2 separate regions of the Oryctolagus cuniculus genome follow, and region 2 is linked to region 1. Evidence: chromatin contacts called from public Hi-C data. All regions are on one chromosome and are shown on one strand. Each heading gives the region's core, a stretch centred on a gene start, on an enhancer-like site or on the middle of the called end of the contact. The rest is flanking DNA. Distances are from core to core; before and after follow the strand shown.

Region 1 (6,573 bases), core at 1,912-4,411:
GCTCTGGGTCTTCTGGTGCCCAGACTGGAACTAGAATGTTATATTCTGGTCTCTTGGCTGCTGCCTTAGGGAATCACTTGCTTTCCTGGGCCTCAGTTGTCTCATCTTTAACCTGTGGGGTTGGATGAAATGATGGGAACGAATGTGCCCCTTCTCTACCCGACCCGTTCCCCCACTCTGGATAACCCCTTGCTCAGGGCACCTGGGGTGATCCGCCTGCGATTGTCTTCCCTGTCACAGTGGGAGCTCCTCGAACACGGGCTATTCCTGGCACCCCCAGAGCTGCTCCTGGCATCACAACCAGGGTTCCTGATGAATGCTCTTCCTGCCGTCTGGCCAGACCGCAGAGTTCTGACTCTGCGAGGGGAGCAGGTGTGGAGGATTTGGCTGGGCCACCGGTCTGGCCCTGGAGGCAGGTGTCTCCAGTTGTTCCTCATGAGCCCCTTGTTCTCAAGTTGCACTCCACTTTTTATCTTTGCATTGAACAAAGGCCCTTTATTTCTGGATATTGTTATTTTTTTTTTTTTTTTTTTGACAGGCAGAGTGGACAGTGAGAGAGAGAGACAGAGAGAAAGGTCTTCCTTTGCCGTTGGTTCACCCTCCAATGGCCGCCGCGGCCGGCGCGCTGCGGCCGGCGCACCGCGCTGATTCGATGGCAGGAGCCAGGAGCCAGGTGCTTTTCCTGGTCTCCCATGGGGTGCAGGGCCCAAGCACCTGGGCCATCCTCCACTGCACTCCCTGGCCACAGCAGAGGGCTGGCCTGGAAGAGGGGCAACCGGGACAGAATCCGGCGCCCCAACCGGGACTAGAACCCGGTGTGCCGGCGCCGCTAGGCGGAGGATTAGCCTAGTGAGCCGCGGCGCCGGCCTATTTCTGGATATTGTTATAAGAATTGTTTTTGAAATTACAAGTAAGGCAAAAAAGTAATGGCTCATGACAACAAAATTTTATGTACATCGTATCCCAAATTTGTTAGGAAATATCTATGTATAGGAAAAATACCACAAAAATTTTATTTCAGTGGTGTTATTTCTGGATTTTGATATTATAGGAGATTTTATCTTTGTGAGATTTTCTACATTGAGTATGTATTTGCAATACAACTGTTTTAAAAAAATTTATTTATTTGAAAGGCGGAGTTACAGAGAAGCAGAGAGAGAGAGTTCCATCCGCTGGTTCACACTCAAATGGCTGCAATGGGTGGAGCTGGGCCAATCTGAAGCCAGGAGCCACCTCTAGGTCTCCCATGAGGGTGCAGGGGCCCAAGGACTCGGACCATCCTCTGCTACTTTCCCAGGCCATAGCAGAGAACTGGATCGGAAGTGGAACAGTCAGGTCTCAAACTGGTGCCCATATGGAATGCCTGGCACTGCAGGCAACAGCTTTACCTGCTACACCACAGTGCCGGTTCTGTACAATAAAACTATTAAGTTACTATTAATAACAAATGTCTATTAGGATATATGTGCCAATGTAAAACCGTGCCATTAGGATTCTTACTTAATCCTCACTGTGAGCCTGTAAGATCATTTTTTTTTGTAAAAAAATGCAAATGTTAACCTATTTTTGTAATGGCAAAATACACATAACATAAAATTTAACTTTTTAACCATTTTTAAGTATTCAGTTCTGTGGCATTAAGTTCATGTACTGTGAGATTCTTTTTTTAACTTCTTTTTCTATAAATGAAAAAAGCTGAAACTTAGAACAAAGTTACTTGCTTACGGTCACAGAGCTGCTAAGCTCCAGAGCCAGGATTTGAAGGCAGGGTCAACTGACACTCAGAAAGGCCTTGAGCTCCTGGGCTCTCTGGCTGTGGCTGTTGGAGTCCATGGGCGTTCATCCTGTTCCTGCCCATCACTTAGCTGTAAAAAGCCCTTTCCTTTGTAATTCTAAGGATTGGGTTTCGCATGTTTGTCAGGGAGGTGGTGATGAGCCTGGCTCAGGGACATGTGGCTGACAGAGGCCACCTGTCCGCAGACGTGGAGGTTGATGGTTGTGTGCTGCTGTTCTTTGCTGAGGTTGAAGGGTGGGGGCCGCTGTTTGACTCCAGAAGGTGCTGCCCCTAAAGCTCAGATTCATGGCTGTGTCAGTTCTGGGTGCACCCTGCGGGATGATTTTGGGTGACCACAAGCACAGAACTTGGAGTTAGGAGGTCTGTGCTTTTGTCCTTACTTATAACCACTTGTCTCAATTTCCTCATTTCTAAGTGGCTGATAAAAATGCCTGTCCCGCCTGCCTCCCGGGGTGGTGGCAGTGACTGAATGTCCTGATGTGGGTGAAAAAGCGCTCTTGGGTAAGTTCCTGTGCTGGGAATTTAGAGTGTATAACGGTGGGGGGAGAGTGTCTGGGACCAGCCCCAGAGATCTGAGGAGGATGGATGTGGATGTGAAGATGGGCAAGTCCGCCCTGCGTTGTTTGGTTTTCGCCATCAACTTGCTTCCTCGTCTGCTGTTGTACTGCATGGCACGGAGTGTGCTGGGGTTTTGCCAACATTTGTCCCTGCCAGCTTCCTTGAGTGTCGCCTGTCCCTAGTGAAATGAGTTGTGGTTTAGGTCACTTTGTGGCTCTGTGGTGGGTGAAAGTGTGCAGAGCTTTCCCTGGTCTTGACTATCTGGTCTGTGTATTCCGTGTCAGTGTCTGTCCTGCTGTCTAATGTTGAGTAGCCAAGCATGAGTGGGCTGGGCTGGGGAGGGGCTCACCTTCTCATGGTGCTCAATGCTTGGTAGACCTGCACTGTGCAGGACACTCTGGAGAACATGCAGACAGAGGGGCTGGGGTGCAGGGTTCACTTTCCAGGAACCTCCTGTTTCACCCCTCTGGAAACGAATGATGATGAGGGTGGCTTGCAGAGTCACTGCTGCGAGGAGTGTTGCCCACCCCCTCGCCTTGCTGGGGATGAAGTGCAAGTGCTGCTCCTGTGACTCTGCCTGTCAGCAGGGAGTTGAATCGGCTGCTTTGGGCTGGGCTTGCAGTGTGGCTCCCCTTGGCACCTTTCTGAGTCATCACTGTAGCTGTTACACCTGACAGGAAGGCTGGGGTCTGAGTGGGTTCCGCTGAAGTCAGCGGCCCTGGCCGCCATCCGCTTGTTAGTTGCTTTTGAGAGTGGCACGCGAAGACTAAGTAGGTCACGGATATCTATTTTGAACTGAGGAAGGCTGGGCTGCACGGACACTGAATTTCCGGATCAGGTCCCTCTGTCAGCAGACCTTCTCAGCCCAGGCAGGGTGTATTTATAAAGTGTGGTCTCTGCAGGTAATGAGACACCCCCGTGCTCTGATCCTGTGGGGAGCTGGCGTGCAGAGGCTCCAGGACTCCTCACAAGCCAGGGAATGGCGTTTGTCCACCTGCTTTCTTAACTGTTCTGAAAACCATTGATCCCTTTGCACTGCGGCACCCCAGCTGGGAATGGGGAGTGTGGTGGCACACTCTGGCCGATCTTGACCGTCCTCTCAGTGGAGTCGGCTGTGGGTGCTGGGCGCAGGCTCTGAGGGCTTCCCGTGTGGAACTGGAGTTGGCTGTTGCAGTCTGCTCAGACCGCTCTACAGTACTCTCTACTTTAACTCTTTTGGGTTTTCTCCAATTCACTGTTTTTCTCTTAGTGGTGTTTGCCCAAGACCATGGGGGAGCACACTGTGGTGCTGAGCTCCAGCTGGTGCTGTCGGTGGTGACGGCGCTATGCGAACCACCTCTTCTGTGCACCAGCTGTTGGCCTCTGTAAATGGTCTATGCTTCTCTACATTTTTAAGGAGTAAACCCAAGTTTGTAGTGGAATGTGTGCTTTGTCCTTTTTTTTTTTTTTAAGAATTATTTTATTTATTTGAAAGTTACAGAGAGAGGGGGAGAGACAGAGATCTTCCATCTGCTGGTTCACTCCCCAGATGGCCGAAAGCCAGGTCATCTTGTTGCTGCTTTCCCAGGCGCATTAGCAGGAGCTGGATCGGAAGTGGAGCAGCTGGGACTTGAAGCCCCTGTGCCGTCTTTCTGTACAGTTTTTTCCCTAAGCTACTTGCACAGCCCTGACAGGAATGCTGCTGTTGAAGGTCCTTTGGGTTTGGTGGCATGTCCGTGTCTGCGGGCATTGTGCCCATGAGTACTCTCGTCCAGTGCTCACAGAGAGCCAGCACGTCCCCATGTTACAATGGGAATTCTCAGAGGCAGTTGTCGACTCACACGTGTAGGTAGCACACTTCCTTCTCTGCCGCAGCCTCCCCTGGAAGTTTCCTAACAAACCTGTGTGGAGGCGTCTGGTGAAGATCAGCCTGTACACTCAAAACACTGCCTCTTCAAATGCTGTTGGGCTTGCTGTGCACTTAGGGGTCCTCGCTCCAAGGAGCTGAGGGCCTGGGTTGTCCTAGCTTCTCTCCCAGCCATTCTGTCATTGTGAGCCTGGGCTGCCTGCTTAACCTCTCTGAGTCTGTTCAGTCAACTGAGGATGATAAAAGTAATATCTGGAAGAGGTTGTGATGAGATATAAATGATACAGTGTATAAGACCACCCAGAGCTCTGTCCATGGGTTGTTAGCTTTGGGCTTTGTTTCTCAACCAGTGTGACTTGGGGTGAGTGCAGTTGACAGCTGTGGAGTCTAAGGCCTGGATGACCCCCAGGGCATTAGTGACTGCCTAGAACAAAAGGGAGAGGGTGGGATGCCAAGAGCTCTCTCAGCTGGTATCTTTGTTCTTTCTCCATTCATTTTAGTTTATGCCTGGGGTTGCTAGTGTGTGCGTCTTTGGCAGGGAACCAGAGCTGCAAGGAAGTCCATGTTAACCACGTGGCCACTCAGAGATGCCCAGGCCAGGGTTGTAAAACAGGAAGAAAGGCCCGAACAGGATTTTAAAAGCAGAGGTATTTTCAGTGTGCCTGTGGGACACATCAGCAGTTTGAGCACACAGGCCTTCGATTACGTAATTGAGGTGACTTTAAAGGCCCCTGGCTTGTCCCCTCTCAGGAGATCTAAGTGGAGCAGCTGGGACTTGTAGTGGATTCAGTCTTATATATTTGACCACCTAAAGAGAGACCTTTTCTCCCTCCCTCCCTCTCTGTTTCTGTCCTTTCCTCTTTAGTTTTTATGAGCTTGCATCTAGACAAGAAAAGTGGACATTGCAGAGGAGCCAGGGAAGCGGCCCACAGTTTTCCCTTTCTGGAATTCTCCTTTTGTGTGCATGGCATTTGCTGCGTGGCCATGGGCAGTCTCGCAGGGGAGATGGACCTGGGGATGTGCTGTCGTCCGCACCTAAGGATTCTTTCCTTCAGGGGTTGAATCTTGGTGTGGTGGTCGTGGTCGGTTTCAAATCTTAATGCATTGTAATCTGGAAATTTGTAAGGTGTGGCTTTTTTATACAAGTAGAATTACATATGGGATTAAGGATTGGACTTCCCACCTGGAATTACTGTCTCTGCAGGCTCCCAGGCTTCTGTTAATGCCACGTGGTGCAGGTACCTGTTCATCTCGCACCTGCCCAGCTTCAGAACAAGCTCTGGAATAGCAGGGATGTGGTCTTTGCTGTCTCACACCCTAGGCATCCCATGTATTGTACCTCTATGTGCAGCACCACTGATGCTTAGATGAAAGATTTGGAATCAACACGGTGGGAAGAAGGCAGAACAACTGCTGCCATTTATAATGCAGAATGGGCTCAGCCACCAGGGGGCGCTGGGATTCCAAATGTCCCCCATCACCTCCTCCCCCTGAGCCTGAGCCCCTCTGTTGAGAAACATGGAACCAGGTACCAGGTAGATGCTCTGTTACAAGCCAGAGGGGTGAGTGGTATCCTCTCCTGTTTACTTTGTAGGTGAAGACATGCTCAGGAGCGTCAGCATCTGAGCTGGTCTGCTGAATCCACATCCCAGGCCCTTGACTAATCTGATACATGGCACATCTGCCCTGAGAACGTACCCAGGCACACAAAGTTAGTTAGCTTGACAGCTCAAGAGACGTAAATTAGATCTAAGGAAGAACTTCCTAACTTCTTTTTGATTCTTTTTTTAAAATTAGCACTAAAACGGCACATTCTAGAGTAGGGGCTTTTCAAGCTGTCATTCACAATCCACAAAGTTTCAGCTTCGTGGATTGACTACTTTTTTTAATGAAATAGAATAAAAAATAGCGCAACACATGTGGTAAGGCTGTGTGTGTGTGTGTCTGTCTGTCTCCCAGGTCATGATGGGAGCATGGGGTCATGGTCAGAGTGTCCCAAACAGGTTGTTGTCTAAATCGGTTCTGGCTGTGAGGTCCTTAGGAAAGTGATCTGCTTTCTCTGTCCTCAGCCCAGTGCTTGGGAGGACTTACTGTAGTTCACCCTGTGGACTGGCAGAACAAGAGTAAGGAGTGTTTGCAGAATCCTTCCCTGCCAGGAAAAGAGAGAGGTGGTCTTGCCTTTGCTTTATGAAGGAGGAAAGCAGAGAGACCCTGAAGGAGGCCACCCCCAAATATGTCACTTTTGTCTTCAAACTGAGGACACGCAGGCAACAGCACCTTGTGGGGAGGACCTTTCTCTGAACTGCCCTCATCTGTCAGAAGACAGAGTCTCCTAAGGAGCTCAGCCATCACAAATCCCTCACTGGGAATCTCA
Region 2 (6,573 bases), core at 2,929-5,428, 130 kb before region 1:
TTGAAGGTACCAAGGGTTTAAAGTCCCAGATCTATTCTACTGCTACTATTTACACTCAGTTCTTCTCACTCTCCTCCCTCAATTATGACATGCCCCCCTTTTGGGGGTGGGAGGGTGAAGGGGTGAGCAGAAATGGAAAAAAATGTAAGACTCTACAGTTTCTACAACTTGAAAACCATCCAAGTAATTCCACTGTCAGTTTTTCCTCATTACTGCCACTTCCAAAATTTATGCACTTAACATACGTACATATACATACAAGCGTAATTTTATCAGGGACAAGTCAACATTTCTCAGCCACCTCACAATGACCAGGTAAACTGTGTTACTGGATACTTACATCTTTCTAAAGCTAGCTGAAGCCTCACTCCTTCCATGAAGCTGTCCTTTAAGTCATTTCTGCTCCACTCACTCACTCACTACTGATTTGCCTATCTGTACATTCATATGAATACTGATTTTACACTATCTTGGCATTGCTTCCTCCAGTTTTTCACAAATTACCGTTTGTCCTTTCTAGCTAGATTCCTAAGGATAGCAGCTATATATTTTTAAATTTTAATAGTCAAATTAATGTAGTAAGTAACAAATACCAGGCAGTATTTCACATATTAAGGATGGATATGTTTTCAACTAGGTATAAACAGAATAAGGGCTATGAAGTTGTTACTTAACAAGGACTAACACTTTTTCCTGTGAATTCTCCAGCAGAATGGGAATAGGTAGTCTCCATTCTATGCCCACAGCCCAAGAATCTTGAAAGTAAGGAATTTCAATAAGCATGTTGATTGAATGACTTATTCGCTGAGTTCATTTGCATCAAGTGCTACATAGGTATAAGCAGTCATTCAGGTATCTTCCAAGAGGACTCTGAGGTCAAAATGGAATAACCTTTTTTTATTATTGCTTAGTTAAAAATCTTGAGATTTAAAGATCTTTTCCAATGCATTCTGCTCATTTAGTAATGGTAAATAAAGTGCTGAATATTTTTCTCATTTTATACATGAAGAAACAAAGGCCTCTTGGGTTAAAGGACTTGCCCTAAATGACAATATCCAGAGAAAAGGACAAGAGAAGAACCAGGTTCCCTTATTCAAAATGCTTCCCAAATTTCCAACACGCTAAAACATGTGGGCTTAGAAAAATTTTATTTAAGCTGCTTTTTTTTTTTTAAAACAAGATTTTTTTTTTGCTCTGTACTTTTTTTTTTTTATTTTATTTATTTATTTATTTATTTTTGACAGGCAGAGTGGACAGTGAGAGAGACAGACAGAGAAAGGTCTTCCTTTGCCGTTGGTTCACCCTCCAATGGCCGTTGCGGCCTGCGCGCTGCAGCCGGCGCGCTGCAGCCGGCGCACCGCGCTGATCCAATGGCAGGAGCCAGGAGCCAGGTGCTTTTTCCTGGTCTCCCACGGGGTGCAGGGCCCAAGCACCTGGGCCATCCTCCACTGCACTCCCTGGCCACAGCAGAGAGCTGGCCTGGAAGAGGGGCAACCGGGACAGAATCCGGCGCCCCGACCGGGACTAGAACCTGGTGTGCCGGCGCCGCAAGGCGGAGGATTAGCCTAGTGAGCCGCGGCGCCGGCCTTAAGCTGCATGATTAAATTTAGTCCTCAAAATATGTCTTTATCAATTTATCCAAAGGTCTTTTAAAATGCATTCATATTCATATTACACTAATTCCTGATGTATCTGATAGGTATAATATTACTGAATGAAGTTTAACAGCAAGAGAGACTAATCCATCATGAAAGAGGTTAAGTAGCCTCTCTGGAGGTTATGGATGAGGAAGGGGGCACAGCAAAGCTTGCTGAGGCCAGACAATATTCTATATTTTTTTGTCTATATGATGGTTATTACAAAGTTGTATACATACGTAAAAATTCCTCAAATGGTACATTTAGGTTGGTATGTTTTATTCTAAGTTATACGCCAATATAAACGAAAAAAGCACAATTTTCCCGATTCTTTTGAATACCCACCATCTCATTGCTAGAGGCATATATTTGTGTGTGTATATACATATATATATACATATATATACACACTACTTTTATTTTCTAAGATATTTCCTCTTACCATATAATTTTTTTGAATGTTTAACTTATTTAGAAACTTCAGACTTAGAATTCCTACACAGCTTTCCCCAGCTTCTCCAAATGTAAACATCTTATGTAACCACAGTACAGGGATCAAACCAGGAAATGAACATTGGCACAAAATTCAACTAAATCTACAGACCTTATTCAAATTTCACATCAGTTGGGCCACTAATGTCTATTATGTGGCCCCGGTCCCCATCCAAGGACAATACACTGAAACTTGGCTCTCCAAGAAGTAGATGCCAAGGTGGAGTTAAACCCACAGTTTATTAAGGAAAAGGCCTGCGAGGGGAGATGGGAAGGCAGTTGGTAAAAGGTGGAGGGAGGTTCAGGTTTCAGTGCAAACCTGACGCTGGGAGGGAAGAGTGGGCGGATGCCTCTTAAGGCACAAAATCTAAGAAAGGTTCAGCAAGTCCTTCAGTGGGTTTCTCCAGCACAGGCCCGCCTTCCTATTCCCACCACTCAGTCACAGCCTCCAAGAGAAGATCTGTGAATTACACTCTGCTGGCTGCCACACTTGTGGTGTCTCTTCTAATCCAGGCGGGTTCCTCGGTTTGTCTTTCTTTTCAAGACCCTGACATTTCTGAAAAGGCCGCTGGTTTTGTTCCACATCCCTCAGTTTGGATTTGTCTAAATTGTTTTCTTGTGATTAGACTTGGGGTTCACATTGAGAGCAAGCACACAACAGAAGCGATGACATACGCTTCTCAGTGACGATGGGATGGAGCTTGAGACCACCTGGTCAAGATGGTGTCTAACCAGGTTTCTCCACCGTAGTTACTATTGTCTCTTATAAGCCATACATTTCTGACAGAGAGACAGTAGAGACTACATAAACATTAGGTTTCTCATATTTTGCCTACCAAGTGCAATATCCTTTGATGGCTGTCAACCAATTACAGTGGTGTTTATCAAGTATCATTTTCTACTTCCATTATTCCTTCTACACTTAACAACTGCAATCTTACCTAGGGAAATCCTCCCTCCTGCCCTATTTATTTATTCCTACTAGTACAGATTCCTAAATTGTACATTTTTACTATCCAAAATAGGGACGATAGTACTTACCTTGTAAGACAGTATTGGTCCTGCCGATTAAATGGTAAAGGCACGTGACGATCACAAAACTAATACTAAACTCAAAAGTTTGGGGTTCAAAATCCGACAATGTCATTTATTAGCAGGAAGACACCAGTCAAGTCACTCAGTTTCTCTGTGTTTCTCAGTTTTACACTGTGTAAATGACGGAATAACACTGACCCCAGCACCTGTCCTGATGATCATGCAACTGAAAAGTGACACTGCCACCTATTCGGTAAGTTTTACAGACTTCAAACGTTTTAAATCCGAGTTTGTGACAGAATTCAATACCTGAGGCATTAAAAGTGACAGACACCAAAATAGAGGGCACTCTTTGCATGAAAAGATGCCAGCCAATGCTCTTAAGTGGCTACCAGGTTGCAGGCCACGGCCGCGGGTGCCCGGGGGAAACACCTGCAGCTGCCGCAGCAATAGCATCGGAGGCCCTTCCCGACCGTCCCCAGCTTGGAAGCTCAGGGACCGAGAAGGCTGCAGGGGAAGCCCCCTCGACCCGAGGGCGGCAGGGCGCGCAAGATGTCCCGGGGCAGCCTCAGGCTCTCGCATGGAGATGGAGGGGGTGGGCCAGACACTGCTGCCGGGAGCCCCTAACAGCCGCCAGCGCCCCGCAGCCTGGTCCGCGGCCTGCGGGGCCCTGAGAACCGCGGGCCGATCAGCGTTCGCGACGCGGCGCCCCGGGAGACGCACTGCCTCAGGACCACCAGCCCAGCAACTCCGCCTCAGGGGGTTGTGCACGCCCAGGGTGGCCAGGAAGACCGTGCACCCGTCACTCACCTGACGGCACGCAGCGCAGAGTCCGGAGCTCTAGCAGCCAAGCCGGCCCCAGCGGCCCCCACGGATCAGCTTCCCACCAGCCGTTTGTGCGCCTGCGGGGAAGCCATCGCAGAGCTCTCGTCACTTCCGTCATTCAAACCGCCCGCCAATGGCGGGACTAAACCGCGGGAAGCTGCCTGGCCCCGCCTCCCCCGGAGGCCGCCGGGAAGGCTGAGCGGCGCTTGAGCCCGGCTGCCCGCGCATGCGCACCAGCACGTACCCGCCCTACGTAGAGGTCCATTATTTCTCATACCTCCCGCGGCTCTGAAGTTTTACTTCCTCTCGCTCAATAATATGCTCTTATTACAGATCCGGAAACAGAATTCCAGAAACGGGAAGGTATTTTCCCAAAGCCACGAGGGTGACTTTAGTCGTAAGGCCCCATCATGAATATGTCTTAGAATATGCGTCCTTTTATGCACTGAGTTCGTTCGTCCTGTTGTGTGCGCTTAATGGCCAAGAGGTTTCATTTAACGCTTCTTCCAGCGCATAAATCCTGAGGCTTAGTTGGCTATTTTGTACCTTCGGGGGTCTGATGTACCATATCCTAGATTTATCTGCTGTAACCTATGACCAGTGAGGGGGTGAGCGCAGGTTCATATTACCTGTTTTGTGCCACACAGCCAGGTCAGGGGAGACTCATGTAAGTGGATTATGATTTCCATCTTAGATTTTGCAGAATACTGGGATAAACATACTGGGATTCAAAGGATTAGAAAGTTGGAGGGGAGAGGAAAGGAGAGATTTCAAACGTGATCAGATCTGGCAACAGTGGAAAATGGAGTGAAGACAAGGCAGGGAAACTGAATAGGATACTGCTGAAGGGGATGAAGATTACAGCTGGGGGAATAGAGATGAGGAGGTAAATAAAGAGGCTAACAAGAGGCCAAACACAGAATTGTTGGATAGCTAGTTATGGGAGTCAAAAGAGGAGGAGAAATTAAGGATGATCCCCAAGTTCCAGGTTTGGCAACTCAGTGAATCGAGATAACATTTTAATATAACACAGGGGAAGAGGAGCAGTTAGGAGGTAAGCATTGAATATGTTGAATTAGAGCTGTTTATAAGTTATCTGGACAGAAGTGTGGGTTCCAGAAATATTTAGGACACAGAATCAACAGTACTGGATAAAAAATGGCATGTAAGGTTGAGGGAAATCAAGACCACAGTTAATCTCACAGGCCGCTAGTGTGGGTAGCGATATTGATTCTTAATCCTCAACAGAGAAATCAGAAGCGGGGGGTTAATTAAGTGGGCAAAGGTGATGAGCTCATCTCTGCCTAATTTCATGTGCCTGTGGAACATCTATGCAATCAGTAGATGGAGACGTTGAGAGACAACCCACAAAGAGAATTGGGCTAACCTTACAGGAGTTTCATTGCCCTATGCATAATAGCAAAAGCTGGAGGAGTGGACAAAATCACTCAGAATTTGCAGGATGAAACAACCAAAGAGCTAAAGACCAAACTCTGAGGAACTGCAAAACTTAAAGGAAAGAAATTGGTGGTGGGGGGGTGCTCCACTGTGGCATAGTGGGTAAAGCCACCACCTGCAGTGCCGGCATCCCATCTGGGCTCTGGTTTGAGACCCAGCTGTTCCACTTCTGATCCAGCTCTCTGCTGTGGCCTGGGAAAGCAGTAGAAGATGGCCCAAGTTGTTGGGTCCCTGCAACTCTGCCTTTCAAATAAATAAATAAATCTTAAAATAAAAAAGAAAAGAAAAGAAAGGAGTTGGAAGAAGGAACTGCCAAGTACATGAAGAAGAAATAATATGACCCCCAACCCCTATCTCAGATTTACACCCCAGATTGCTAAATCACCCAGAGGCTCAGAGACTTGGCCAGGAGCACCTGTAAATGACAGGTGGGGCCAGGGCTACGATTCATGCCCTCTTCCCAAATACTGGGGAACTTCGTTCCCACCCTCTCCCCACTTCCTGTCACATTTATCTTGGTGCAAACTGCATTCATTTTAAACATGTTTGTCAACATCCTCAACACAGGTGCAGAGATACCACCTTTCTACATCCAACAAATGTGCTTATTATTCATTCCTTAGGCTGCATTTGGGACCTGGCCATGGGTTCCAAAAGTCCCTTTCACATTCCCCATCATGGCGTTCATGAATTCTTAATAAACTAGCTATTTATGAGGCTCCCTGTAGCTCACACTGAGTCCCTTGAGAGGACGAGTGCATTTTGTTCCATTGCCTGGCATATAGAGCTTCCGAAAGGTTTCTTGACCAGCTGAATGAATTAACAAATTATACGCTCCACTTCACAAACCTGCATCCTGGGCAGAGATATTGAACTGAGGCTTGTTCTGTTTTTAATAAGATGTAGTGAGGAATCAAAGAAAACCCAGGGGGCTTGGAGTCAGAGCAGAGTATCTTAACAGCACGACTCTGATTCTTTCTAACTGATACTTCAAACCAGTAAGTCTTCGTTTCTGTTTGGTTCTCTGTTGCTGCCAACCAGACCACCTTGGGAGATTCACTATGGCTCACTGGTTCTGCCTGGCAGTTGATTCTGGCTTTCAGCTGAGAGGTCAGCTGGAACTGTT

What was found. Hi-C and Micro-C count contacts between places; a contact is called where the count stands out from the background.
Region 2: a contact with region 1 is called in a Hi-C map of an unstated tissue, with 2.3 times the contacts expected there. The contact joins the promoter of CEP295 here to the enhancer-like site in region 1. A contact is called at or near these places in 2 of 6 Hi-C or Micro-C datasets (ear pinna and an unstated tissue).

Annotation. Positions count from the first base shown.
Region 1 is chr1:84,690,384-84,696,956 of mOryCun1.1, reverse strand. All of the region lies in intron 4 of SMCO4 (single-pass membrane protein with coiled-coil domains 4), which reads left to right. Among named protein-coding and RNA genes, the nearest start is that of SMCO4, 33 kb to the left of the region's middle. Within about 2 kb of position 3,161, at least 1 of the 8 cell types and tissues checked has an H3K27ac peak or open chromatin away from gene starts, as enhancers often do.
Region 2 is chr1:84,825,124-84,831,696 of mOryCun1.1, reverse strand. It overlaps CEP295 (centrosomal protein 295), which reads right to left and starts at 4,178. Exons shown (of 29, transcript XM_070076743.1): 1 at 3,975-4,178. The coding sequence starts at 4,107.